Regions from separate parts of the Mus musculus genome. Here all the other regions are linked to region 2. A link is a contact called in public promoter capture Hi-C data. All regions are on one chromosome and are shown on one strand. Each heading gives the region's core, a stretch centred on a gene start, on an enhancer-like site or on the middle of the called end of the contact. The rest is flanking DNA. Distances are from core to core; before and after follow the strand shown. Region 1 holds the start of Fbxw2 (F-box and WD-40 domain protein 2). Region 2 holds the start of Zbtb34 (zinc finger and BTB domain containing 34). Region 3 holds the start of Phf19 (PHD finger protein 19).

Region 1 (4,150 bases), core at 247-2,746, 1.4 Mb before region 2:
AGCAGGCGTTAAGGGCTAAGGAATTAGATCTACAGATCTAAGAGATCTAATTAGATCTAAGAGACCAGACACCCAAGGCTTGTATAAGAACTGTTAACTCCTTCTCCCTTTCCTCCTAGCATTTGCCCTTCTCGCCTTGTTGCTCTGGCGGCTGCTGTAAAACAAGGGAAAACAGGGCAGGTGAGATGGCTCAGTGGGTGAGAGCACTGACTGCTCTTCTGAAGGTCTTGAGTTCAAATCCCAGCAACCACACGGTAGCTCACAACCGCCTGTAATGAGACCTGACGCCCTCTTCTGGTGCGTCTGAAGACAGCTACAGTGTACTTATTTATAATAACAAATCTTTGGGACTGAGCGAGCGCCGGTCTCACATAGGGAGCGGGGTTGACCGGAGTGAGCAGAGGTCCTAAATTCAATTCCCATCATCCACATGAAGGCTCACAACTACAGCGTACTCATACGCATAAAATAAATAACTCTTAAAAAAAACCCTAGCCGGGCGTGGTGGCGCACGCCTTTAATCCCAGCACTCGGGAGGCAGAGGCAGGGGGATTTCTGAGTTCGAGGCCAACCTGGTCTACAAAGTGAGCTCCAGGACAGCCAGGGCTACACAGAGAAACCCTGTCTCGAAAACCCAAAAAAAAAAAAAAAAAAAAAAAAAAAACCCAAGGGAAACAAAAGCTTTAAATAGGAAAAACAAAAACAAACAAACCAAAAACTGGGCAATGATGGCGCACACCATTCATTAGTCCCAAGCTATTGGGAGAGGCAGGCAGATCTTTGAGTTCAAGACCAGCTTGGTCTACAGAGCGAGGTCCCGGTCAGCCAGAGTTACAGAAAAACCTTGTCCCATCAAACAGACAGGCAAAGCTTTCACACAGCAGCATTTATAGAGCTTCTTGCTTACCACTTCTATCTGGGGGGACTAAAGGCTTCACGCTAGTTAGCTGATATGTAACAAGCGCTTCGGAGAACAGCTGTCTCCGTGGCTAAGTGGCCACGTTTGGACAGCGTGCATGTATGTCCTGGGATTCGAGCTTAACCCAGCCCCTACCCAACTCCCTTACCATGTTTTGTCCTTGCTTCCTGCAGTATACTTTGTTATTTGTCCTGTCTTCCTCCTACGACTAGACATAGACCTCGCGCAGTTAGGGATTTGTTCAGCTGTGTCAGAATCGTGTTTGGGAGGTGCCAGGTGTCAATGGGCTGTTTGAATATCGTCACATGTGGATTTGGAGCCTTAGCCCTTTCTCTCCTGTGAAATATTACCCTAACTTGGTTAAAAAAAAAAAGTAGATGAGGAAAATAAACATTGTGCAAATCTAGAGGTCCACCTTGCTCAGGATCATAAGGTGTAAGCGCAGACGGTGGTACAGCACATGTTCGGCCCTTTTCCACAGTCGGGGCCATTCTTTCCCAGGTACTTGGAGGGCAGAGACGGAAGTAGAGCCGCTTCCGCCCGACGCTGGGCGCCGGAATGGCGCGCGGAGATGACGCAGCAGCACCGGAAGCCGCTCCCCTGTGAGGCTGCGGACCCAGAGCAGCGGCCGTAGGTCCAGGTCTGTATTTGCGATTGGCCGGGCCGGGCTGGACAGGAATCCCCAGCGCCCGCGGCGTTACTGACCCGCCGCCCCGGCCTGTTTTCTCCCTTTCCCCGCAGGCGCCATGGCTGTGGAGCGGACCCGGCCGCTGCGACGCTCTGGCGGCCCGAGCGCGCCTAGTCGGTGTGAGCCCGGCGCGAGGTCCCGGGCCCCGGGGCGCTCGCTCAGGTCAGTGCCGCGCGGAACACGGCTCCAGGAGCAGGGGACCAAGGGAGTCACGAACGGGCTGAGAGACTCGGAGTTAATTTTAGACAGGAAAATTAGAGCTAAGAGTTCCTGCCTTCTGGTGCTTCGGTTTTTCCTAGCCGCGAAACGAGTTAACATTGATGCCCCAAGGCTAGCACTTTAATTAATTAAAGATGATGAAATGTGGACAGGTGGTTTATAAAATGCAGAACGTAGTAGTATGTGTAGGAAGGCACCATGCTTGTGTGTATGCCTTGAAAACAGGTGTGTATTTGAGATGATGCTTCTTTTTAAAAGGGGAGAAATGACAGTATTAGTACTACATTATAACAGTAACTGGCATTTATTGTAGGCTTATAGTGTGCCAGATACTGTACAGAACGCTGTTTAACCCTAACAATCTTGTAGGTAAAACAGTACCAGGCGACAGTTTACAAGTGAGGAAATTTGGCTTGAAACACAAGAAATGATTTGCCCATGGTTACCCAACAAGTGAAATTTCAGAGCCCGTGTTTTATAAACATTATTTGTATTCTTTCAAAGGTTTAAAAGATTAGTCTCTAAATTAATGGCTTTTAGGCCAAGGGTGGTTGTGGACTCCAGCAGTCCCAGCACTCCAGTCTTGTGAATTGTGAGACCAGTCTGGGCTTCACTGCAAAAGCCTGTCTCAAAAAACAAAATAAAACAAAAAGCAAAACAAAAAGGAACAGTAAAAACAATTTTCTAAATATCACAAGCAAAAGGAGGAAAAGATCTTTACAATAGTGTAGTCACATGGTTTTAAATACAAAAAGATGTTTTGTTAAAAGGGACTTCATCCCTTTTCTTTCCAGTTCTCTCTTGAAGCAATATTTAATCAGCTTCCTCAATATTCACAGAATACTTTTCTGTACACATAATCCTCTGTGTAGACCAGACTGGCCTCAAACTCACAGAGCCTGCTTCTGCCTCCGAGGGCTGGGATTAAAGGCATGTATCACCACGCCTGGCCTACCTTTTAACTGGTTGTGAAAGGGGAGGCAAGGAGACAACCTTCCCAACAACAATGAGTATTTATTTTTTGTTCTTTAAAAAAATGATTTTTAGTGTGTCTATATGTCTGTGTCTATGTAGGATGTTGGAGGGAGCATGTATATGCCAGTGTGTGCGTGCGTGGTTTTGCATACAGCTTTATGGAGTCAGTTTTCTCCCCCCAAATTTACGTGGGTTTTGGGTATCCAACCCAGGTCATCAGGCTTTTCAGTAAGCACTTCATCTCACAGGCCTGAAGCCTTGATTCCTTACCTGCATAGGTTATGCAGACTAGAAGGAGGGAAAACATTGAGTTTACACCCATAATGCCTTGCCTGTAGAAGATGCAGGTGGAGATTGGGTACTACTGAGCTGCTGCTCCTGTGTAACTCTGGTTGAGCCACCCTGCCTCTTGGGCCCTAGCCTCTTTGTTGGTAAGGGCAGTAGTATTGACTTCTTCTATGAACCATGTTAGAATCAAGCGTGATATTTTTAGGCGCTGCTTCAGTTATTAGGACCAACATAAATATAATTGCTTAGAAGCAGAAACCAAATTCATGCTCTCATCTCCCAATTTAGGAATGTTTATCATACTACACATTTCCTCAGAGCTTTGTGATTGTTTCTGTTGAGGACTGCAGAACAAGTTAAGTGTTTACATTGAGAAGGGTGAGAGGCACAAGATAGCAAGGGGGGTGTGCAGAAAGAAAAGAGCTAAGGAAGCAGTTAGCGGCTTAGATGTGCCGTATCACTGCAGCTTTTCTGATTCGCACACTGCTAAGTTAGAATAGCTTCTGTTTTACAAATGGAAGCTTAGACTTTAGTTGAGCATTCCATGATCACATATTTCCCAGGTTGATCTCTAACTTAGTTATCTTGTAAGGGCAGCCTCTAAGAAGCTAAGATTGTATGTTTCACTGTGCCAGCATCATGGAGATTGTTAATTTGCTTTATCTTACAGGCTACAAGGACCCTCATGGCTCTGTAGGGAACACAGTTAAGAGCTGTCACTAGCTTATGTGAGGCTTATAAAAGCAAACTGTAGCCTTTAGCAATCCATGTTCTAACAGACAGTACTGTAAAGGAATGGAATACCAGAATACCCAAGGCACACAGCTTAGCACACATTTGTTTTTTCTTTCCTCACATCTTTTTGCTTCAACATTTATTGTAGAACCAAATTTTGTGATCTGGGTGGCAGGTCAGGTTGCACCTAGTAGCATAACTGATACAGAGGTCACAGCTCCAGAGATTTGTATATGTTATATGTTGGTGCCATTCTTGTAACTTCCCAAATAGAGTGCATTTAGGAAGTAAATTACTAAGGAGGTAGTTTTGTAATGGTTTGAGTG
Region 2 (4,258 bases), core at 457-2,956:
GTCCTGTGTGCCCTCTAAGGACGCCAACATTTGCCCACATAGATATCGGTCTGGTCATATAAGACTGCAGGGTGAGCCGGGCAGTGGTGGTGCACGCCTTTAATCTCAGCACTTGGGAGGCAGAGGCAGGTGGATTTCTGAGTTCGAGGCCAGCCTGGTCTACAGAGTGAGTTCCAGGACAGCCAGGTCTATACAGAGAAACCCTGCCTTGAAAAACAAACAAACAAACAAACAAAAGACGCCCAAGTGGTCTGGTATGAAATAGTAAGGGTAGATAGATGGTCAGTCCTTTAAGACATTTGGCAGGAAGGCCAAATCCTTAACATTTTAGACTCCATTGTCCTTAACACATGCAAGCACTGTCACCGTCGAGAAACCAGATTGTTACCCACACATTCAATAAGAATCAGTTAAAATGATGAGCCCCAGCCGGGTGTGGTGACGCACGCCTTTAATCCCAGCACTCGGGAGGCAGAGGCAGGTGGATTTCTGAGTTCGAGGCCAGCCTGGTCTACAGAGTGAGTTCCAGGACAGCAGAGCTACACAGAGAAACCCTGTCTCGAAAAACAAAAAAAAAAAAAAAAAAAAAAAAAGATGAGCCCCCAGGCTGGGTTCACAGGGAAACAGAATCTCATTGCTGTGGACATTGTGAACAAGCCCAGACTTCCTGCCCGAGGTAGTCTGTTTTGTTTTGCTTTTTCTTCTTCTTTTTAGCTGTTCCTTTTTATTGTATGTGCTGGGTGTTTTGTCTCCATGTATGTGTGGGTACCACGTACATGCTTAGTGTTGGGAGAGGCCAGAAAAGGGCGTTGGATCTCTAAAACAGGAGTTATAGACAGATTGAGGCCTGACATGTGGTGCTGAGAATTGAACCTAAACAGTCAGCTGTCTTTTTAAATTAGATATTGTCTTCATTTACATTTCAAATGCTATCCCAGTCAGCAGTCTTAACTGCTGAGCCATCTCTCCAGCCTGTGGGTTCTTGTATTATTATTATTTGGTTTTTCGAGACAGGGTTTTTCTATAGACCTGGCTGTCCTGGAACTCACTCTGTAGACCAGGCTGGCCTTGAACTCAGAAATCTGCCTGCCTCTGCTTCCCAAGTGCTGGGATTAAAGGCGTGTGCCACCACTGCCCGGCTGGGATCTTGTTTTAAAGCCAGATAGCCTTCTTTTTGCAGAAGAGAAAAGCTGCCCAGGTAGTTGGGCATGGGGACTCACACTTGTAGTGTAATCCTGGGTACACAGATCTGTTTGAGTTGAAGGCCAACCTTATATATATAGTGGAATTCTGTTTTTTAAGACCTTGTCTCAAGGCAAGACCCTAAAATAATAAAAATAGAAATAAAGAACTTAAAAAGCATGGCTTAGCAGGTCGTAGGTGTGGGGCTTTCCACAGGCTTAGGGTCCGGGTGCACACGGTCGAGTCCTGCTCCGGCCAGCAGGTGGAGCCAAGGAGAAGGCGGGCGGAAGGCCACGGGCCGCAGAGTCGGGATTTCAGGCTCCAAACCCGGGTTGCTGTTCAGCTACCCGCCCGTCTACTGGTCGGCCTGCAGCACTAGCCAGGAGCTGGGATTCCGACCGGCCCGCCGCGAGAAGTCCGGCCATATCGACACCCGCCCGGGTCCGCGCCTGCCCGGAAGCGCGGGCGCCGAGGGGGCGGGGCCTGGAAGCGCTTCCGGGGGCGGGGGGCGCGGGCAGGGGCGGCAGCGGGAGCGGCGGGGAAGGGCCTGGCGCCGGCGGCGGCGGCGGCGGAGGGGGCGCCGCGGGCGGGCGATGTGAACGCGGCGCGCGGCCCAGGTGAGGCTGGCGGGCTGCGGGCAGAGGCGGCAGGGTCGGGGCGACCCGTGGGGCGGCTGTCCGACCTCCCCCGTGAGCGCGGCGGGACGGGGGAGAGGCTGCCTGGTCAGTGTCGGGGCCGGCCGGGCGGGGTCTTGAGGCCCGGGCACCTGCCGGAGGCCAGGCGCTTGGCCCCGAGGGGTGGCGACCCGGGGCAGCTGCCCTGCACCCCTCCAGCCTCCGCCCCGGGCGGCTCGCTCTCCCTCCCGTACCGAGGGGTCTTAGTGACCGTTGTCCCCGGAGAGCCAGGCCCGGTTTGCGGGGGTCAGCGGGAGGCTGCCCAGGAGCCGCTGCCTCTGGCCATCGCCGTGTGCCAGGTAAACAGGCGGCGCGTGTTAAGCTTGGCCTGGGTGGTCTGCGTGGCCACTGGCGCAGGGCTGAGGACGGACTGGGGAGGGGGCGTGTTAAAATACTGCTCGCCTAGGCCAGGTGACTGTTAGGGGGCTACTCAATTCTGGGACGCCCCATCTTGAGGTTTTCAGCAAGTCTTTCCCATTCCATGCTGGGCCTCAGTTTCTCCATGTAAGAACTGAGAGTTTAGATGAACTCCCTACAGACCTCTCATGCTGTGAATATCTGACATTGCAAGGTCTATGCCTGGTTCAACACGCTGGGCAGTTCTACCGATGTCTCCCCCTCCACTCCAGATGTAGACTTTTTAACCACTTCGTGCACTTTGCCTCGGGGAGGTTTAAAATGATTCCCAGAAGGGTTTTCTTGGAAATAGCTTTACTGATCCTTCATCGTTCCTTGCTGCCGTCCGTAGTTTTCCCGTGGAGCGTTTTGCATGCAAACATTTTGCTGTCCGTATTTGCCCATTCTCTCTTTGTTCCCTAGTCTAGGCTGTTTTTGCTTCACATCTGGATTATTGCAACAGCTTCTTAGTTGGTCTCTGACTCCAGAGGTTTCACCCTCCCCCATCCTTCCTTTATGCTAACGCCAAACTTAGTGTAGGAAGTTTAAAAAAAATAGTAGAGTGCTTGCTTAGTAAAAGTCAAAATGCAGTTGAGTGGTGGACGAAAGGAGTTGAAGGTACAGTGAGTCTCCAAGGCTTTACAGTGGGTGTTCAGACATTGCCTGTGACTAGGTGATGTCTGTGACACAAGGCCACGTCCCGTGGAATTCAGCAGGAGAGGTATAGGTCAGCGAAGGGTGGTACTTGAACTGTGTGTTAAAGGGGAGTAGGATTCAGATAGGGAAAAAAGGATCCTATGGAGTTAGTGATTAGTGCAGCTTCCTGGCCGAGGAGGGGTAAGATGGGAGAGGAGGCGTAGGAAAGGTTGATTAGGCTTGGTTCCTGAAAGATCTTGAACACTAGGCCAAAGTTGAAACTATTCTAAAGGCAGGCATATTCCAAGAAGAGACCAGGGTTGCTAGAGGTGGAAGGAATAGAGGCTAGGACATAGGAATAGTGAGCTAGGGGGCCATGGCAGTCAGAGCCATGTTGAGAGCTGAACAGTGAGTATCCTTTCTGCTTGCTTCACGCTGTCCAGTCTTTGCTACTTCTCCAACCCCCTTTCAAGGGTCTCCACGGTTTGGCTTTTTCCCTCTCACCTGAACCTAACCTTTTTTTGGCCTCTGTTCTCCAAGTTTGGCCAGCTTAGGACTGCCTGTAGGGCTGTTCCAGGCCTCTGAGCGAGCACATTCTCCATTTCACTTCCTTCAAGCCCCTGCTGAAGATACACTTCCTCCAGAGGGTGTTCCCTCACCGCCCTACCCCCATGCCTTTGTGGCACTGGGACTCCAGAGCAAGCTTGCTTGGTTATCGAGCTTGTCCTGGCGCAGCCAGAGCAGGAGTTTTGTGTGAAGGCACAGCATGTATGGTAATGCTTCTTTCAGACTTATGCTTGCTGCCTCATGCTGGAACTGGAGATTTGAGAATAGTTCCTCGTGTGGCTCCTGATTTTTGTTGGTAAACAAATTTTTTTTCTTAAAGGAGAAGCTGTTAGTCGTTATGAGCTTGTTCTGTCCTCTGTAACTACTGGTATTTAATGCTGCATTGCCAGGTGGATGATTTCAGTTTTCTTCTCTGATGCAGAAAGCACAGAATAAATTCTGTAAAATGTTAGTGTTTATTCCTAATCAGGAAAGAAGAAAACATGTCATTCTTAAGTCTAAGGCTACGGGAAGAGAAAGTCGGTATCAGGCAGGCCTGGGTCTGGATCTCCGCACAGCTACTCACTAGCTGTATGTATGGGCTTGAGCCATTTCTCTCATTTGCTGAGCTTGTCTTTTCTTTCCTTCTTTTCTGGTGCTGAAGAGTTAATTAACCCAAGGCCTTACACATGCTAGGCAAATGCTCTACCACTGACTTACATTCTCAGCTTTAGCCTGCCTTTTCTTACTTGTTATGTGTAGTAAAGTCTGGATTGTAGGGATTTTACAGCATCGTGTGCATCTGCATGTCTGTGCTTTTCTAC
Region 3 (3,714 bases), core at 1-2,500, 1.5 Mb before region 2:
GTGCAGCTATGCCTTCCTGGGCTGGAAGAGCCTGTCTGGTGGGGCTGCTACCAACTTCCTTTCCAGGCTCAGCCAGATTCTGCTGTGGGTCAAATCCTCAGGAGGAGCAGTAAGACCCAGAAGTAAAGGGGAATGTGGGCATGTGGAAGAGGACTCCTGTATCTCAAACTGAGGGGGCAGACAGGAGCTGCAGGCCAGACTGCCCACACCCCAGGGAGCAGAGGGCCAATGTGAACCCTGAAAAATGAACAGGGAAGGCTCTAGGAGGAAAGAGCACACCAGGAATGCACTCATCCCAGCAGGGTGTGTCTGCAGGGAGCCATTCGAGCAGGTGCAGTGGGCAGTCCAGATTGAAAGCAGGGATGCAGGTAGGGGGTGTTGACCGACACTATCTCAAGCTCTGGCGCCAAGAGTGCGTCTGGTTCAGGACACTCTGGTTTTTTTCTCCTGGAGGGAGATCTTATCTGATTGGAGCCCTATCCACAAGATCTGTCTTAAGCTTGCCCTTTTCATATTTGCCGTGTTTGTGCACATGGTCTGTGTGACTATCTCTTTTACACTGTTAACTCTACAGTGCGTGACTGGCATACTCGAGTGGGTCTTGTGGTCACTGTGTCGGGGCTCTATGTTGCTGACTTGTGTATGCCTTGCACGTGGTTTCGCGGGAGTCTATGCTGAGGGCAGTGTCATTTGAGTGTTGTGACTTATGGCACACATATATATGTGGTGTGTGTCCTGTGTCTGATTCTCTTAGGCTTTTCCTGGTCTCCAAGGAGTAGTGTGGAATGTTGGTTCTGTAAGATCAAGGTGCTGGGAGACCAACCCGGGTCGTGAAGGGTCTGGGTGTAGTAGCTGTGTGCGTGTGGTGTGCGTACGCTCGCCCAGCCGTGGTTCTGTACAGCTGTGTTTCCGCGTGTGCCCGCTGGACTCGCTGCGCGGGGGCGGCCCCGGGAGACGCTGCGGGGCCCCGCCAGCCGCGGGCTCCAATGGCAAAGCCGGTGCGGCCCCTGCTAATTACATAAGCGGGGACGTCAATAATTCGCGGGAAAACGCGAAAAAGATGGCGCCCCGCGCCCGGGGGGCCCCTTCCTGAGCTCACCGGCCCCTCCCTCCCCGCGTCCCCTCCTCCCCGCGGCGCCCCCGCCCCGCCCCGCCCCCGCCGAGACCCCTACCCCGGCCCCAGGGGCGGACACTCGGCCAGGCAGCCCTGGGCCGAGCGCACCGCCGCCGCCGATGTGCCTGGTGGCCAGACTCCAAGTGGGACCGGCTGACGCGCTGCCTCGCGGTAAGTCCCGCGCTGCGGGCGCCCCGGGAGTGTCCGCGTTTCACGCTTTAATCCCTGCACACGACCCCTCTCCTAGAAACCTAGATTGAGCCCTAGGATCCCCGGGCGGGGGCTGGAGGCTGCGCGCTTGTGGGATGGGGATAGAGATGGAGCCCGAGCGGTACCCTCAGGGCAGCGGGAGTCCCAGCCACAATCCCAACGCTGGCCAGGGTGTGGGTGACAGGTCTCCGTTTGTGGCCGTGTGCCTTTTCTTTTCCATTTAAAGCTATGGAGAGGAGGATAGGCAGGACATTTGGGATTTTGCTCACGTCCAAAGTAAGGCACGATCGGCTGGGAGCGGGAGAAAGTTTGCAATTAGAGCAACTGAGGAAAGGAGTGCCTGAAGCTGAAGGGGACACTTTCTGCAAGCTATCCTCCCCCCTGAACACCCTTTTAAAAAGCCAACGGCCGCCCTGGAGAGGCCTCGGCGCATGAATCATGCGCGCTTCCTGCCCCCGCCCGGCCCCGCGCGCCCAGTGCCGCGGATTTGAACTGGACTCCGACGGGAACCCGCAAACAAGCATTTCTGTGCCGATGGGTTTGAATCAGCCAATCACAGCCCTCGGGGGCCCTCTCCAGGAGGATGGAGGCGGGATGGGGGGGCCACCACCCGGGGGCCCAGCACGGCCTCGGGGGCGCAGCGACCCGGCTTGCCCCCAAAAGCTCAGTGGGGGAGGAAATGTCAGTTTGTGAACCTGCTGAGGCCGGCCGGCCCTGCGGTACTCCAGGCCCAAGCAAGCAGGGACCTCCCAGCTCCCAAAGAGCCAAGTGCCAGGGAAGAGGGCAAAAGTTCTGACTACAGCCCACACCTGGTGCTTGTGCCTCTGCCCTGGAATAAAAGACAGGAGGGAGAGAAGGCAAGAGGAGCTTTACTCCCATCATCGGGAGACCCAAGACCCTGACTATGCCCTGCCGCCCCAGGCCCCTCATATGTCCACGTGTATTTAGTTTTACGTATAGGACTAGCACATTGCCAGACTAACCTTCTCTGAAGAGGCACTCACATGGAAACACACCCAGAGCTGTCTTCTTGTGGGCTGGCAGGGCACCAGGTGCCCAACACCTAGGCAGAGGGAGAGACCCTGAGCAGGAGCGCCCCCACCATCCCCACACACGGCAAGCTGTGTTTGACCTTAGAGTGTATGTATGTGGAGGAATGTGATGCCAGGTGAGCCCCCCGGAGGGGAGAAAGCAATAATGCTGGCCACTCCTGAAGGTTTGGGAAGCCACAAACCTTCTGGAAGATTCCTGGAGGGAAGCTGGGTGTCCTGAGACTCCCCGTACCAGGTGCCAGCCAGTAGTAGCAAGCGACAGGCTCAGGAAAATAGGCTTGGAAAAGATGAATGAAATAATTGATGAAGAAAACTGAGACAGAGTTGGAAGCAGAATACGCTGGGGAATTGGGCAGGATGCTCCAACCATTCTAGGGTGGAGATTTGGAGATTCTCAGGCCACTGCACCAGGAGCCACTGTGGCAGGGAAGCGAAAGGCAGCACTTCAATGAGATGGGGGAGAGCCAGATGTGTTAGGTGCAATGGGAATGGCTTAGCTGCTGTGGGCAGATGTGCTTCAGACAGGTTTAAATGCCCCAGACTGGTTCCCATGAAGTCATCAGTTAATTGAGAATAGAAAGGGGAATTACAAAAGGAGGGCATGTAGCTATGTCACACGGTTCCCATGCCACCTCAAAAGTTTTCAGTACTAGGTGGGCCTTTCTCTGAACACATTTTAGGGGAAACATAACATCTTAAGTGCTTGCATCCTCAGAACTGGCCCACATATGGGACAAAGCCTCAGCCTCCTGGACTCGTAGTGGGGTTCAGATCCATGGGTCCTTTGCGCCAGGCACAGTGGGAAGATTCACTCTCTTAGAAGCAGCTAGGTATGGTATAGAGCCACCTTGACTCCTTGTGAGCCATGGCCCTGCCTCTGGGTCATCGGCCACTTCTCCTTGCGTCTCCTGTTTCCCTATCCCTAGAATGAGATAATAATGTCTCCCTCCCAGAGTTGTCCTGTCAATAAATGCATTTGAGAGCCTTACAGAATTTCAGGAGCAGGTGGCAAGATAAACATTGTTCTTTCTTCTCCGATGTCAGCAGAAGCTAATGGAGACTCAAGCTCTGGAACCAGGGACTCTGGAAGCCTTTGGTGCCACCAGTCCTAACAAGGGGGGCCTGTCTAAGACCAAAAAGAACTTCAAAGACTTGATGTCTAAGGTGACAGAGGGACAGTTCGTGCTATGCAGGTGGACAGACGGGCTATATTACCTTGGCAAGATCAAGCGGGTGAGTCTGCTCTGGTCCTTGGGCCCAGGTTCATGTGTCTTTCTGCTCATCCCTTTTTATCCCTCATGCCTGGAAACTGGAAGTGGAAGGGAACAGAGCTGTCCT

What was found. Promoter capture Hi-C pulls out the DNA fragments that hold promoters and counts their contacts.
Region 1: a contact with region 2 is called in a promoter capture Hi-C map of liver, with 2.4 times the contacts expected there. The contact joins the promoter of Fbxw2 here to the promoter of Zbtb34 in region 2. A contact is called at or near these places in 1 of 39 promoter capture datasets (liver) and 1 of 115 datasets of contacts at active chromatin or transcription factors (embryonic stem cells).
Region 3: a contact with region 2 is called in a promoter capture Hi-C map of liver, with 3 times the contacts expected there. The contact joins the promoter of Phf19 here to the promoter of Zbtb34 in region 2. A contact is called at or near these places in 1 of 39 promoter capture datasets (liver) and 1 of 115 datasets of contacts at active chromatin or transcription factors (pancreatic cancer cells).

What each region holds. Positions count from the first base shown.
Region 1 is chr2:34,823,581-34,827,730 of GRCm38.p6, reverse strand. Fbxw2 (F-box and WD-40 domain protein 2) reads left to right here and starts at 1,496. Exons shown (of 8, transcript NM_013890.4): 1 at 1,496-1,559; 2 at 1,661-1,769. It also overlaps a transcript of Gm34653 not described here.
Region 2 is chr2:33,428,772-33,433,029 of GRCm38.p6, reverse strand. Zbtb34 (zinc finger and BTB domain containing 34) reads left to right here and starts at 1,706. Exons shown (of 3, transcript NM_001085507.1): 1 at 1,706-1,799.
Region 3 is chr2:34,911,512-34,915,225 of GRCm38.p6, reverse strand. It overlaps Phf19 (PHD finger protein 19), which reads left to right and starts at 1,250. Exons shown (of 15, transcript NM_028716.4): 1 at 1,250-1,285; 2 at 3,424-3,609. The coding sequence starts at 3,430.